Regions from separate parts of the Mus musculus genome. Here region 1 is linked to region 2. Evidence: chromatin contacts called from public promoter capture Hi-C data. All regions are on one chromosome and are shown on one strand. Each heading gives the region's core, a stretch centred on a gene start, on an enhancer-like site or on the middle of the called end of the contact. The rest is flanking DNA. Distances are from core to core; before and after follow the strand shown. Region 1 holds the start of Rpl35 (ribosomal protein L35). Region 2 overlaps Rabgap1 (RAB GTPase activating protein 1).

The links. Promoter capture Hi-C pulls out the DNA fragments that hold promoters and counts their contacts.
Region 1: a promoter capture Hi-C map of liver shows a contact between it and region 2, with 5 times the contacts expected there. The contact joins the promoter of Rpl35 here to the enhancer-like site in region 2. A contact is called at or near these places in 4 of 39 promoter capture datasets (cranial neural crest, hippocampal neurons, liver and 1 more), 1 of 115 datasets of contacts at active chromatin or transcription factors (microglia) and 2 of 9 other capture datasets (adipose tissue and liver).

Annotation. Positions count from the first base shown.
Region 1 is chr2:39,002,692-39,006,711 of GRCm38.p6, reverse strand. Rpl35 (ribosomal protein L35) reads left to right here and starts at 1,581. Exons shown (of 4, transcript NM_025592.3): 1 at 1,581-1,628; 2 at 1,844-1,980; 3 at 2,524-2,605. The coding sequence starts at 1,626.
Region 2 is chr2:37,564,005-37,567,876 of GRCm38.p6, reverse strand. Rabgap1 (RAB GTPase activating protein 1) reads right to left here. Exons shown (of 26, transcript NM_146121.2): 26 at 1,440-3,112. The coding sequence ends at 2,990. Among named protein-coding and RNA genes, the nearest start is that of Gpr21, 49 kb to the right of the region's middle. Within about 2 kb of position 2,101, at least 39 of the 459 cell types and tissues checked have an H3K27ac peak or open chromatin away from gene starts, as enhancers often do. A contact at or near this core is called in liver, where this site is marked.

The sequences.
Region 1 (4,020 bases), core at 332-2,831, 1.4 Mb before region 2:
GGTTTTTTGTTTTGTTTTGTTTTGTTTTGTTTTCTCGAGACAGGGTTTCTCTGTATAGCCCTGGCTGTCCTGGAACTCTGTAGACCAGGCTGGCCTCGAACTCCGCCTGCCTCTGCCTCGCGAGTGCTAGGATTAAAGGCGTGCGCCACCACGCCCAGCTTTCATTACAGTACCTTGAGTACCTCTTCTATCAGCATCAAGTCATGAACAATTGAGAAACTGCTGGAAAAATGGGCAGCTGCTGAATGGAGCTTGGCAAAGAAAGGGCTCCAATTGGTCAGTTTGGTCAACTCATCACACAAACCCAACATCGTCTGCTTTGTTCTGATCTAGATGCTAGCGGTCTGTCTGGGACTGTAGGCAAAGGGTCATGTGCACTTTAACCATGTTATAATTTCCCCAATCTTTACATATCAGGTCTTGGCTGGGAGCTTTGCAGGTTTTCAGTTTAGTTCCTCTAATCCTCAAAGATACACTAACCGGAGACGCGAAGGGACTTGCCAAGATATAAACTGGTACTAGCAATAAAGCAAGACTCTGTTTCGGAGCTTTTATTTATTCTTGTATCAGTGCCGGGAATGCACACAGCTTTGTGCATGCCAGGGAAACACTACCACGGAACTAAGCTACCAGCACGATTTGGAATCTCTCTGGAGACGGTTTCATTAATATATCTTGGTGTAATAAAGAAGGCTTGAACTCCGGATCCTCCTTTTCCACTGCCTGGGCGCTGTGACACCGTGCCCAGACCTAAAGCAATAATCAGAAATCCCACAAAAGTCTGGGGATGAGATTTGTACTACTACATACCATCTCCGCAAATTCTTGCTGGATGACTTTATTGTTACCCTTGCCAGGTGGTGGCGCACTTTGGATACCAAACTTGGGTACAAAACAAGTCCAGGAGATAGGTAGGTAGGTAGGTAGATAGATAGATAGATAGATAGATAGATAGATAGATAGATAGATAGATAGATAGATAGATAGATAGATATGGAGGCCTTGTATTTAAAAAAGAAAAGAAGAAAAAAAGGATAGCGAGATGGTTAGGTCGAACCTGACCACTTGCGTTCGACGTTCGAGCGCCGAACAGTGGAAGAAGAGAACTCCCACAGGTTGTTCTCCAACCTCCATGCTCGCTGGCTCTCTCACATACACTTGCGAGGCATTGTGGCACTTGTACTGTCAGCATTAGGAAGCGATTTAGAATAAGACCTTGTCTCAAACTTTTAAAGAAAACCCTCACACCTCATGCCCTCCGCACCCTGACACCACCCGCGGCTAGCTCAGCCCCGCACAGACCAGAGAACTTCAAGCTTCCGAATAAAACCGAGGGAACAGAAGAACTGCAGCCTTCTCTGCGCTGCCTCCAGCCAGCCCGGTGTTGCTCATCGCGAGACTCAGTTTCCCCAGCTGGGTCGCTTAGAGACCAGCCAACCTTAGGAAGGCAGGACTTCCGGGAAGCGGAGGGCACCACGGCCGCGGCTGCGCAGGGGCGGAGCGGGCCTCCCAAACCGCGACGCTATTGGCCGTGCCCGGCGCCACCCGGCAGTAGTTGAGGAAGTCGGCCCCGCCCTTTCCTCTTTCTCTCGAACCAGGCTGCTTCAGCCGTGAACAACGCCGAAATGGTGAGGCTGCGGGAATCGGGTGCCATCGGTCGCCGGGGACACGTGGGGACAGTGGCGCGGGGCGCGGGGCGGACGGGGGGAACTCAGAGAGCAGCGGGGGCCGGCTCAGGCTGCCCGCCCTCGCTTACGCCGCGGCCTCTGGCGCACCGTCCCTCCTGGGTCGGCCGGGGACGAAGCGGGAGCTCCGTGACCCATAGAGTCGCTCCTCATTGCAGGCCAAGATTAAGGCTCGGGACCTGCGCGGCAAGAAGAAGGAGGAGCTGTTGAAACAACTGGACGATCTGAAGGTGGAATTGTCCCAGCTTCGGGTCGCCAAAGTGACAGGCGGCGCCGCGTCCAAGCTCTCCAAGATGTAAGTGGGCCTTGAGGTCCCAGCTGGGTGCTTCCCCTTCCCTGCCTTGGCCCCTTGAGCCATTTCCCCTCGACTGTCCTTGGCCAACTACTGTGGTGAGAGAATAGGGCATTCCTTGAAGGGCCATGGTGGTGCCGCCTCACATGGGTTGTAGTACGGCTGGAAGCAAGTGGTGACGACAAGGGAGGGAAACTTGAAAAGAGACGCTGAGCCCATGTGTTCCAGTCACGAGTTGATCTCTTATCACCATGACTAAAATCAGCTGTTCGTGGCCTCTGCCTGGCTTCAATGTCCTCTCTTCACACCTGTTCTCTTTTCTCCAATTTGTGATTCCTTACACTGAACTAGGTAACTTGAAGGCATGGTCTCAGTCTCTGGCCTTTGGGATAAGTTCTTGGGCCAAATCTGCATTAAGTGTCCACGTCTATCTGTTGACAAACCTGTCCTTATCTCTAGATTTCCCTCCTGGGTGGCAGAAATGAGGGCCTTGTGTTGGAGGGGTTAATGTGCCTACCTGATCTTCACTGCCATCTATTTTTATAGACGAGTCGTTCGCAAGTCTATCGCCCGAGTCCTCACTGTTATTAACCAGACTCAAAAAGAAAACCTCAGGAAATTCTACAAGGTGAGCACTGGCCAGGAACTGTTGTGGAAAGGGTATAGGGTACAAGGGACTGGAGGACTGGGCCTCAGTAAGCTCCCATTATGTGGCTGAGTTTGCCCAGTTACCAGCTTCCCGAACTGACAGGAGTTCTTGGTGTCAAAGGGTCAGATGTGGCTGGTCAGGGTGGCGCAAGCCTTTAATCTCAGCACTCAGAAAACCAAACCCAAAAAAAAAGTCGGATGTGAGGGTGGACTGGACACTAGCTTTGAACTCAGCTGTGTGGTAGTTGTTGGGTTAGATTGCTTTGTTAGAAGATGGAACTGGAACCCTAGCCTGAGGCAAAGCTAGCTGTTCAGGGTGTCTGTCTCACAGCCAAGCACCTGCTGTTGCAAGGCTTGGAAAGGTTGCGTTGCCCAAGGACACCCACAGTTGCTAAACAGCGACCCCCAAAAGCTTCTCTTTGGAGCCATATCATGAGGACATTAAGGGTATTGCTGGGATAGTTACAAGATGTTTGTTATGTTAGTGTTGTCAGGCAGTGGTGGCACACGCCTTTAATCCCAGCACTTGGAAGGCAGAGGCAGGAGGATTTCTGAGTTCGAGGACAGCCAGGGCTACACAGAGAAACCCTGACCGGGGGTTGGGGGGAAACGTTCATGCTTTCAAACTCACATGCTGTGCTAGGAATTTACTTCCTTTGACCATGGCTGGTCTCCGGAAGAATTGGGGTAGGGGGAAGCTGTGTCATTTTATAGTTGAGGCCATCAGGTGGAGTCTTTTACTCAGTGTTGGGTCTGGCTCATCACAAAGTATGACTTCACTGCCCACAAGGGACTTTTTTTTTTTTTTTTTTTAACTTAGGCGGGTCTGAAGTTCGGTTTCTGAGATGCTGGGGCCCAGACACCCATCACTCAGCCTGCTGAGTGGTGTAGGACGCTTACCTCACCCCTGCGCAGTGGCGTTTGAAACTGTTTGTGCTTCACTGCTAATGCTGACATGTGTGGCCTTTCAGCTCATGTGGCTGGAGGTGGAGGCTCTTTATTTAGGTGGTGCTTGGGATTAAGCCATGAGGCAAGTGAGTGACCCTGCCCTGAACTACCTCCAGTCCACAAGGAGCCGGGGTAGGAGTTCTGGGGGGTTGCTTTCTTTTAGACCAGGGTAGCCTAGAACTCCCAGAGGCCCTCTGCCTCTAACTGGCCGGCTCGCAACAGTTGGGATTGCAGGCATCCTGGTGTGTGAACTCTTAAGTGTTGAGCTTTGTAGTCTGTCCACTCTGTTGTAGAATGAACAGTAGATGGGTGTGTTTGGTGACTGCTCAATGGGCAGAGCTCTAAGTGGGTGAATGAACTTGACATGGCTGAAGGCCTATCTGATGTGGCTCCATGTCCCCGCCCATCCACCCACCTTATCCTACAGCCCTTCCTAGGGTCCTGCAG
Region 2 (3,872 bases), core at 852-3,351:
GTAGAGACCAAGTAAGTTGCTGAATACTGCCACACAGGACACCAAAACTGCCAACAGTGTTGAAATTGAGAAGTTTTGCATTATAGATGACCCACTCACTAGCAAATGTATATCCCACACATCTGCAGCTCTTCTGTCCAAGGCTATCTAGGACCAAAACAGTGAAAGCTAAATTTATCTTCCTACTGCTTATGTAGAATTGAGTTTCGAGACTCCTTTTCCCATCTTTCTGTTCTATTACCTCCGTTCATACTCTTCTTTCTCTTTCCATTTCCCTCCATAAAGGATCAGCAGAGAACTACCCAAATACAAACTACCTTTAATCTCTGCAGCAGTTTGTTCCCCACATCTTCCAGGTCATTTGCATGGGCCTCCACCTGACTTAGACTACTTTTTCCAATCCTTCCTTAACATTTTCCTCTTGCTTCTACCCAAGAAATCCAGTCACTGCAGAGTTTATCACTACCTTCTTGTCTTGCTTATAAAACTGTACCTCCAGTGGTCCAGTGTATCCCATACACTTATAAGGTATATTCCCAATTATAAATTTTAGTATCTTGAGTTGTTTTAGGCTCACACACTAAGATTGACTGGCATATGGATCCCTTTCTTAGATGGTGGTGTATAGCTTCAAGATGGAGATTTCTCCCTAACATGGGAGCCTTGAACAGCTAGCCAGCCAGCAAATGTAGACCCAAGAAGCATGTCTTTCACCCTGTGAACTGTGCTTTGGAGCCATTTCCTGGCCTTTCCAAGAGTACTTACCACAGCTTAGGCCTAAGGATCAGCAACTATGTAGAAGTCAGGCAGGGACTACTTGACCAGGCCCAGATTCTGGCTTGTGGCAAGTGGAGGGTTACAAAGCAATAGTTGAGATTCAGAGAAGGGAGGTGTAGTAAAAAGTGTAAAGGACCTAGGGTGTTGAGATGTTGAGATGACCAGCTAGGGAGAGAAAGGAACCTCAGTGAAGATATACCCACCCTTGTTACTGCTTTTCCTGTGTCTGAGCAAACACTTGCTCTTTTCAGTTGCTTCCCTTCTTAAACTACCAGCTACTTGCTGTTCTTTCTCCGATCTTCAACTGGTGAGACCATTTTTTTTTTTTTTGTTTGTTTTTTTTTGTTTTATCGAGACAGGGTTTCTCTGTGTAGCCCTGAAAGTCCTGGAACTTACTTTGTAGACCAGGCTGGCCTCAAACTCAGAAATCCGCCTGCCTCTGCCTCCCAAGTGCTGGGATTAAAGGCGAGCATCATCACGCCCGGCCCAAGACTTAATTTTAAGCACTGTGACCCACAGCACTACACTTCTCAGTAAGGGCCATGGGCAGGCATCTCTTGCATAACACAACCTTTACTTAATATGTTCTTCCCATATGCACTTCTGGGGAATGGGTGGGAAAGGAATATGCAAACATAAAACTACTTTTGTATGAAGCAATGCTGTTTGTACCAAAATATTTAATGAATATGCTGTTAAAACAAACAAAAGAAATAGTAATACAGTTTTACTGATTTATATTTCAGTTCATGGAGTTGACACACAAACTACCCTAGCACACAATGTCCACACACCTAGTTTAAGATGGGCTTATACTGTTTGGGTTAACTGAACGAGACAGACACAGGAAGTGGTGTAGGGGATGGTCTGGGGAAGAGCAGGCCACTTATTATCTCCCCACTGTAGATGACCTCATCAAGCATTAGAAAAGCCAACAGGGAAAGAAAAAATAACTAGTGTCCTTATATACAAACCCAAGCTACCTGCACACAGAGCAGAGAGGATGAGCCACTTGTGACACCACTTGTCAGCATATAAATTAAGAGTCAAAAGGTTTTGTTTTTAATTAAAAAAAAGGTGCTAAAACTGCCATTTCATAGCTTTAAAGTGAGAATCCACAGCCCATCACCTGACCAGTGAGATGTACACCTGGCCCCCCTGGAGGCTTCAGAGGCCTGACAGAGATCCAGCCAGGAAAGTAGGACTTTACAGTGTGTAGGGACTTTCATGTATTCAGTCTTGCTCTCTTGAACGACCTGCTATGCACACATTAGAGGTCATGGAGCTCTTGCCAGCTCCTACATTGGCAGGAAGAACAAAGCCCAATAAACCTCAAGTGAAAGGAAGTGCCCCATGACCACAGACGGCAGTGGTAGATTAGCAGGTTGTCTGGGACTTAAACACTGTCAGTTCAGGGTACTGGGAAATGTATCTATATATATATCTATATATATATATATATTTATACACACACACATATATATACACACACATATATATGTACACTTTAAACAAAATAAGAGCTGTCCGTGTCATGATTGATTCAGTCTCACAGTCATGTGGCCCATTCCAGCCTTTAGAAGTAGTTTGGCAGCTAATGTTTTGTTTTGTTTAAAAAAAAAAAAAAGACACGACTATGAGAGTTGCATAGAATTGCTCAGCAATATGAATAATTCCAAATCAAAACCTATGCACTATATTAGTTTAAAAAAAAATTAGGTGACTTGAACTGTGACTATGAGACCCTTCTACTCAAAGTGCTTCTCATCTCCTAGGGGCTTTTGCTGGCACTGATAGATAAGAATTACTCAAATTTCTGAACCCCTGCTCCCCAACTCAAAGGATAGAGTGTGTGCATGTGTGTATATGTGTACACATACACACACACACACACAATTTTTTTAAAGGGTTTAGAAAAAGAAAACCCAATACATTGGGGTATTCCCCAAGTCTGGCTGTGTGAAGTGTTCCTTCCTATACAGAAAAGAGGCCTGAATGGCACTAGGAGGAAGGACTCTGGTGCATACCCAAAGCATCAGTTGGGTTGGCAGCCTGCTGCAGGAGCCCTAGCCCACTGACCTAACAATATACTATACAGCTCTGACCTAGGTTCATTCTGGTCCTGCAACATATCACAGAATCACACATCTGGCCAAAGAAGGCAACAAAAGGTGGTGTGTTTTCTGGAGGTGTCTGGAGGCAGCAGCTGTTCTCAACATGTCTCTTTCCCTTGAACACCAGTTGCTGTCTTTATGGAGCTCAGTGTTCGGTTAAACCAGGTCTTCTTGGCTGCCTGCACCTCACTGAGGGCAAGGCCCAAGTGGTGTTCCAAGTCCTGTAGAAATAACAGCGAAGTGTGAGAATTTTTGGAATCTTATCTGCTCTTCTGAGGCAGGCATACAATGCCTAAGGATTTGGGAACTCTCTAATCTGAAATTACAGCCTCTCAAATCACTGTCTTGGCATACCACCATTCAGTTAAAATTCCTGTAAGTCCACGTCACTTAGTATGGCACCTGTTTTCATCCCTTTACTGAGGCTCCTTAGCTGGTAGGCCTCTCGTCCCATTGGTTGTGGTCTGAGACCAACCAGAATGCTGATCTTGATTTTCTGCAGTTGCTCTCTGTCCATTCTCTGACCACAGCTTAGATTTTGCTATCTTGGTGATGATTTTTTTCTTTGTCTTCTTCTTATTGTCCTGGGCAGTCCTACAAACCCTCTTTCAGTACCTAGGTATGACCCTGACAAAAGAGGATGTGTCCACCAGTAATATACTTTGGCATGGGAAAGCTGTTCTGAAGTTTTAGACCTGAACTACATTCTTGCCACTTACGGTGCCTCAGTGATAAGGACGAGTGGAGGCTCATAATCATTGGGAAATATGCTCAAGGTCACAAAATGAGGTTAGTGATGGTGTCAGAAGAAAAAGGGTTGCATTCTGTTAAGTTACCATCCTCATGTATACCTAAATATTTTTAGTATTTAATATAACCTGACAAAAGATTAAGGCTATTTATTTCTCTCCTCCTCCCCATCTCCCTTTTGTGTTTTTCAACACAGGGTTCTTGGCTGTCCTGGAACTAGCTCTTTAGACT